2 separate regions of the Mus musculus genome follow, and region 1 is linked to region 2. A link is a contact called in public promoter capture Hi-C data. All regions are on one chromosome and are shown on one strand. Each heading gives the region's core, a stretch centred on a gene start, on an enhancer-like site or on the middle of the called end of the contact. The rest is flanking DNA. Distances are from core to core; before and after follow the strand shown. Region 1 holds the start of Parp2 (poly (ADP-ribose) polymerase family, member 2). Region 2 holds the start of Tlr11 (toll-like receptor 11).

The links. Promoter capture Hi-C pulls out the DNA fragments that hold promoters and counts their contacts.
Region 1: a promoter capture Hi-C map of liver shows a contact between it and region 2. The contact joins the promoter of Parp2 here to the promoter of Tlr11 in region 2. A contact is called at or near these places in 6 of 39 promoter capture datasets (the HPC-7 cell line, cranial neural crest, hematopoietic stem and progenitor cells and 2 more) and 2 of 484 Hi-C or Micro-C datasets (granulocyte-monocyte progenitors and nephron progenitors).

Annotation. Positions count from the first base shown.
Region 1 is chr14:50,806,473-50,810,035 of GRCm38.p6, reverse strand. It overlaps Parp2 (poly (ADP-ribose) polymerase family, member 2), which reads right to left and starts at 2,120. Exons shown (of 16, transcript NM_009632.3): 1 at 2,049-2,120. The coding sequence starts at 2,088. It also overlaps Rpph1.
Region 2 is chr14:50,356,380-50,359,702 of GRCm38.p6, reverse strand. It overlaps Tlr11 (toll-like receptor 11), which reads right to left and starts at 1,789. Exons shown (of 2, transcript NM_205819.3): 1 at 1,678-1,789. The coding sequence starts at 1,687.

The sequences.
Region 1 (3,563 bases), core at 871-3,370, 450 kb before region 2:
TGAAGATGATCTAACTTTACTGAAACAACACTGAAGCAAAATAAAAACACAGGAAAATTAGATGGCTATGAAAAGGAAAAGCAGCCCCTCCTATCCCCGAGTCAGGATGAAGCCTCTCTGAAGTTGAGAAGCAAGAAATTCAGCCCAATTAACATTCTATGAAGGCTGCTGATGCAGATCTTCAGATATTTTCATGTTAAAATGACACTGAATTGGGCTGTCGGCCTAAATGAATATGACAATGGGCCTGGTTCATTTCTTTCCCATTTTATGGGAGTCTTAAACAGACCACGAGCATTGTTGACAATGCTGATAACCTAACTCCCTGCATCCCTTATCATCCAGACTTGGACTCTGGAATTCTGTCAGATCTCCTCAGGAACTGTGATCTCATTTAAATTCTTTAACAACTCCTTGAAGAGCCAAAAATCACAAATCTTACATACATGTCTATTCTAAAGACAGTGAAGGGTGATTCTTCTTTGAGAAGCCCACACTCATGTTCTGTGGCGTCTCTCTTCCCAGTCATTCCGTTTCTTTTAACCCTTGTGCTTAAAACATATATTGGCATCTCCTGTAATAAACTTCCAACTTTGGTTCATTTTGCATACTCTTGAAAGTCATTTCTACTTTAAAGGCAAGAATACTAGGTTTGCCTGAGTGGAGGTCTCTGAAAAACTAAGGTTGCTGTCAGAGACAGTAGAGTTGTCTCTGCCCTTGACTGTTAACAAACATAAAACCCAAAACAAACAAAGAAACAAACCCCCAAAGGTTATTGTTTCCTTTTACGTGTATGGGTGTTCTGTCTGTATATGTATGTGTGCCACGTGCATGTCTGGATGTCTGGTGTACCTGGAGGTCTGGGAGGGTGGTTATGACTTGCCATGTGGGATTTTGGAATCAAACTCAGACCCTCTATAAGGGCAACAAGTGTTTTTTTTTTTTTTTGGTTTTGTTTTCTTTTTTTTTTTTTTTTGGTTTTTCGAGACAGGGTTTCTCTGTATAGCCCTGGCTGTCCTGGAGCTCACTTTGTAGACCAGGCTGGCCTCAAACTCAGAAGTCCGCCTGCCTCTGCCTCCCGAGTGCTGGGATTAAAGGCGTGTGCCACCACGCCTGGCTAACAAGTGGTTTTTAACATTGAGCTAACTCTCCAGCTTCTTGACAACCCTCCTCCCCCCACCCCCCTTTTTAAATGACAGGGTCTCTATATAGCCCTGGCTGTCCTGGACCTCACAGAGATCCTCCTGCCTCTGCCTCCCAAGTGCGAGCATTAAAGGTGTGAGCCAACATGCCCACCAGGCTCTCATAATATCCTTTAAAGAAAGAACTTAAAGTAGCTGGAGAGGTGGGTCAGTGATGAAGGAGCTGCCTGATTCTTCCCGAGGCTCTGGGTTTAAGTTCCATCTCTCATATGGCAGACCACAACTGTCAGTAACTCTAGTACGGGGGGTCCAACACTTCCAGGCACATACATGGTGCATATATATATATATATGCAGATAAAATACATAAAGATTAAATAATTTCTAAAGAAATAATTCAACATGCTCTTAATAACTTGCACACCACTCACTGAGCAATACTGCCTAAATTGCTATCCTGATGGGATATTAATAATAGGATAAAATAAGTTTACATAGATCTTTACAGTTCATTACATGGGTCTCATAGCCTTTGGTCTCTAATACCTTCCTTCAAACTAGACCACTTCATCATGGTCATCAGTAAAGTGTTCAACGGTCTGGACTGACCAACTTGCTGCCAGCGTTGCTATTTGGAGCTTTAGAACCTGTAAATTCATTGAACTTTAGTTGCCCGAAATATAAAACCGAGACCACAGACACAGTATACGGTCTACAGACACCAATTCTAAGATTCGAATTTTACTTTCTGAAATCGGATGTATCTTAAAAGGTTGACTACAGCTAATCACTTTACTGTAAGCGCTTATCCGTGACCCGCCTCTTTGGACTGAAGTGTAATATGAAAAAGCGAGAGGCTCCCTGTGACACTGGGCCGAGCATTCAGCCTGCGGACTGAGTTCCCACCTCGCCTTCCAGAGCCTGATCTCTGCCGCCGCGGCGCCATCGCTCTTGAAGGACGACGTCATCATCCCTTGCCCGGATGCGCGGGCTTCTTGTCTAGCACAGGAGCCTGGGGTAGAGCGCATGCAAATTACGCGCTGTGCTTTGTGGGAAATCACCCTAAACGAAAAATTTATTCCTCTTTCGAGCCTTATAGTGGCGGCCGGTCTACATCCTGAAAGTGGGCGGAGGAAGCTCATCAGCGGGGCCACGTGCTGAGTGCGTGTCACTCTTCGGCCCCTGGGAAGGTCTGAGACTTGGGCCTCCCGCGGCCCTAACCGGGCTCTCCCCGAGCGGGGAGGTGAGTTCCCAGAGAGCAGGGCTCTACGCTTGGGCAGACTGGGCAGGAGAAGCCCCGAGTCGGGGCGGATGCCTCCCTCGCCGGAGCGGATGCCTCCCTCGCCGGAGCTTGGAACAGACTCACGGCCAGCAGTGCGAGTTCAATGGCTGAGGTGAGGCACCTCCCGGGCCTCATAACCCAATTCAGACTACTCTCCCCCGCCCTCTTTTTTGATCGAGATCCTTTTGGAGTATTGACTCGAAAGGGTTTTATATATTTACTCTGTGTCTCAGCATTCAGTCAGTCATTCATTCATTTTGAACAGTTGTGACTGTATTGACCACAACCCTCTACTATAAAAAGACCAAGCTTGAGAGTTGTTCAAATATGGATTAAACCATAAAAATATAGAAGGGAGTTTGACAACATTTAGTGAAACATGATATGAACCCCCTCCCACTGTTGGATTTTTGGGGCTATACTTTAGCTATTTGTCTAGCAAAAATAAACGTAGTTCATACCTTCATGTAACTTGTTATTGGGAGAATATATATGTAGACTTATTACAAAACCAAAAAAATGAACCTGTAACTGTAATAAGTACTTAGGAAAAGCACATAGTATCATAATAGAGAAACAGGCTGGGAATTCCTCATGAAGTAAATGAGCAGAGTTGAGCTACAGCGAAGAACACTGAGAAAGGAGAAGCAATTGAGATAGGAGTGGAATAGGGCTCATACCAAGCCCAGCTTTCCTTACAAAGGCGCGAAGCTGTGACTTGACTAGTGTGTGGATGCCTCAGATCGATTAATGACCAAAACTGAAAAATAAAACTTTGATTACCATTTCCCGTCCCTCATCTCCTCCAGGTCTCCATCCAACTAACTCCATGTCCTCTTGAGCTTTCTTTAGAAAACAGGCAATTAAATTAAAAAATAAATAAATAAATAAATAAAAAGCACAAGTGATACGTACACAAACACATACAAACTCATTAAAAAAAAAAAAAAAAAAAAAAGCTGGGTGAGCCAGGCAGTGGTGGCGCACACCTTTAATCCCAGCACTTGGGAGGCAGAGACAGGTGGATTTCTGAGTTCGAGACCAGCCTGGTCTACAAAGTGAGTTCCAGGTCAGCCAGGGCTATACAGAGAAACCCTGTACAAAAAAAAAAAAAACAAAAAAAAAAAAAAACAAAACAA
Region 2 (3,323 bases), core at 540-3,039:
TATTACCTTGTTCCTGTAAGTTCCCTTGAAGTCATTCCTTTGTTTTGTGTTAGGTAACTTCAATGTACTTTGCCTACTGTGACATCCTACCCCTTTGTTTTCTGTATTATATAAGACTGGTGTTCACTTTGTGACAATACACTCAGATGCAACCCATTCTCTCCTGTCATATTTGTTTGTCATTCACCGACTCCTTCGCCTACTTGCCACCAGAGACCCAAAAAAAAGGGATAGTCTGCACCACAAAACAAGGTGGAAAACTGATTTGCTCATTAGAGAGTACACTGGAAAAGGGAACCATGTTACTGACACACTTATATCTGAGAAAAATTCTTAGCCATGTGACAATGGTGGGCTGTTGTCCTTCTTTACTAAGGAGGCTAAATTACTTGTCTTAGTCAAAGAAGCAGAAAGTGAGTGCCAGATGTGAAACTATAGTCAGTATTTTTTCTACTAGGATAAATGGTCTGATTTAAACATTCAGAACTAAGGAAATATTTCAGCTAGATTTTAGAATTGAGTTTAGGGAGACAATATTAAAAAATAATTCAGGTAAAATATTCAAAGGAAATAAAGAAAGTAGGCTAATAAAATACAAAGGAAATAATGTCTTGATACCTTTGAGCCTAGAGCCTAGCACTAGGGGTGTAGGGTGGTGGTGATGGTGAGTTGACTATGTTCTCATTATTTGTGTCTTTTCTCTCATGGGGAGAGGCCTCTGAATGACCATTGTTAAATTAGTGGTCATGAAAGTCCCTGAAAGGTTTGGAAGAGACAGGAGAGTAGTCTGTTGTTCTGGGGATTACAGGAACCAGTTAGTCACAAGTGAAGGGCACTGTCCTATTAAGTAGCTCTGCCCTTGTGCAGAGGATTAGCACAGAGTGCCATGGACTCCTCTACTTTCCTTTGTAACCAAGGAACTGTTTCTCCTGGGTGATAACACATTGACTCTGGAGGCATGTAAGGATATTGTGTCCGAGGGCCTCTGTCTGTCCCTGTCTATCTCTGTCTGTCTCTGTGTCTGTTTTTCTCCTTCCTGAGCCTCAGATTTCATTGAACTTCAGAGGAGCCAGAGAACAGTCTGAGACTTCATCTTCTAAATGGCATGGCCTCATTGAATATGCTCTTTGAGATCTTATCCCATCTTTCTACAGCAAAGGGAGGTATCTTTTTTCTTTTCTTTTCTTTCCTTTCCTTTCCTTATCTTTTCTTTTTTTCTTTTCTTCCTTCTTTCCTTCCTTTCTTTTGAGCCTTGAAGTGTCAAATAGTGTACCATGGTTATTTAAGCTTTCTTTTTCTTTTTAGTTTATCTAGGATGAATTCAGGGACTGGAATAGATCTCAGATCAGGAAGACACAGTGACTTTGGTACTAAGAGCCTGGCACTATAGAAGTATGGATATGATAGCAACTTCTGTCTCAAGTTATCAGGTTTAATATTATACCTCTGACAGACATACATAGATTGTCCAAGAACTACTATGTTTCCCGTGATCACCTAAATTGTAGCAACCCTTAGTCCAACTGTCCAGAGATTCTTCCTGGCCACCACTGGCCCTGATCTTTGGCTTTCTCTCAATAGAGGGAGATGCTTAGTTGTTTCCCTTTTTCCCTGCTTGTGTCACTAATGCTTATCTGCCTTATTCAGAAAATCCTGTATTAGGACAACATTTCTTACCTTTGAGCATGGGGTGGTGGAGACAGATTCAGGTTCTCAGGAGGTGTTTTCTTTCATCTCCCGTAGTTAAAGAAGAAAACCTTCCTCTTCCCTCCACAATGGTGGCTGCTCTGCTGCACAGAAATATGTTATTGGTGATAGGTGGGGAGCTCTAGGGAAGAGAGAGTGCTTAGTTAATTTTAGAAAAAGTGGGGAATGACTTCTCCTTGGACAGTCTCTTTTTCTTTCAGTTTCATGACTTCCTCTTTCCTAGTACACTCCATACGTTTCAGTTCTCACATTTTGTATCACATCCTCCCAACATCTGAAAAAGCAGTCTTCATTTTGCTGGGCCATTCTGTCTCTTAAAGTAAGAGAGGCTCATGCTTTCTGCCATTTCTACCCTTCCTTTGTCTTCAGACTACTGTTACTAGAGGGATCTCAGGTGTCCTGCGATGTGATGCTCAGATCCTTCTTTGGTCAAACAATGAATAGAACTAGACATGGAGTTGTAGGAGTGAAGATGGTAGTGAAAGCACAGAATCCATTGCACAGGAGATGTTGGCTCCAGCAAGCATGCAGCCCCAAATCTGGTGAGGTTCCACATAGTTTATTAACAAAAGGCAATGAAGAGTTTTCTGAAGGGGTAGGTCTTTATTTGGCTACTAGAGGTAATTTATTTGTTGGAGGGAGCTTGTATAATCCTTATGGCAATCAAGGGCAGTTCAAATGATCACTTTCGATGGTTGCTGGGATTCAGTTTGTCATGTAAGCCTGAGTCTATGTTCTTGTTTCACTACTAGTCCCGTGTGCGTGCATGTGTGATCACATGGATGCATGTGTGCAGGCATCTGTATGGGGACCAGAGGACAAAATGAGTGTTGACACCTTGTTGGTATCATGGGCTTTTTACCTTGTTTTTAAACAGAATCTCTGTTTTGTGTTGCACATACCACGGCAGTAGGCCCAAGAGCTTCCAGGAATTCCCTTATCTTTGTCCTAATTTCCCTATAGATTATAGATGTTTGTTCTGTATCTTTCCTTTTATTTGAGTTCTGTAGATTTGTACTTTGTTCCTCATACTTGTGTGGCAAATGTGTTTACCCACCAAATCAATTCTCCAGCCTCCTGTCATGTCTAGTCTTGATATCAGGTATTACAAAAGCAGGACCATTTTCCAATCCAATTACCTTGTGAACTCTGAACCTCTGGAAATTTTCTACTAATATCTTATTAGCTACCATGGTAGCTGTTTCCTGCGTGGCAGGGAAAGCCTCAGTCCATCCAGAGAAAGTGTTTACAAACACTAGAAGGTATTTGTAACCATATTTTTCTGGCTTAACTTCTGTAAAATTGACCTCCCAATATACTCCAGGCCATTCTCTCCTAGGTCTTTTGCCCTGTTTACGCTTGGCCACATAAGCATTCACTTGCTAGCATACCTTAAACTATCCTACTATTTCTCTGGCCCAAAATCTGAGGTCCATTATATATACTTTAGATCCTTTAACTGCTTGGAGAAACCTTTTTTATTGGATATTTTCTTCATTTACATTTCAAATGCTATCCTGAAAGTCCCCTATACCTCCCCTCCCCTGCCCCCGCGCCCTGCTCCCCAACCCACATGCTCCTGCCTCCTGGCCCTGGCATTCCATTGTACTGGAACA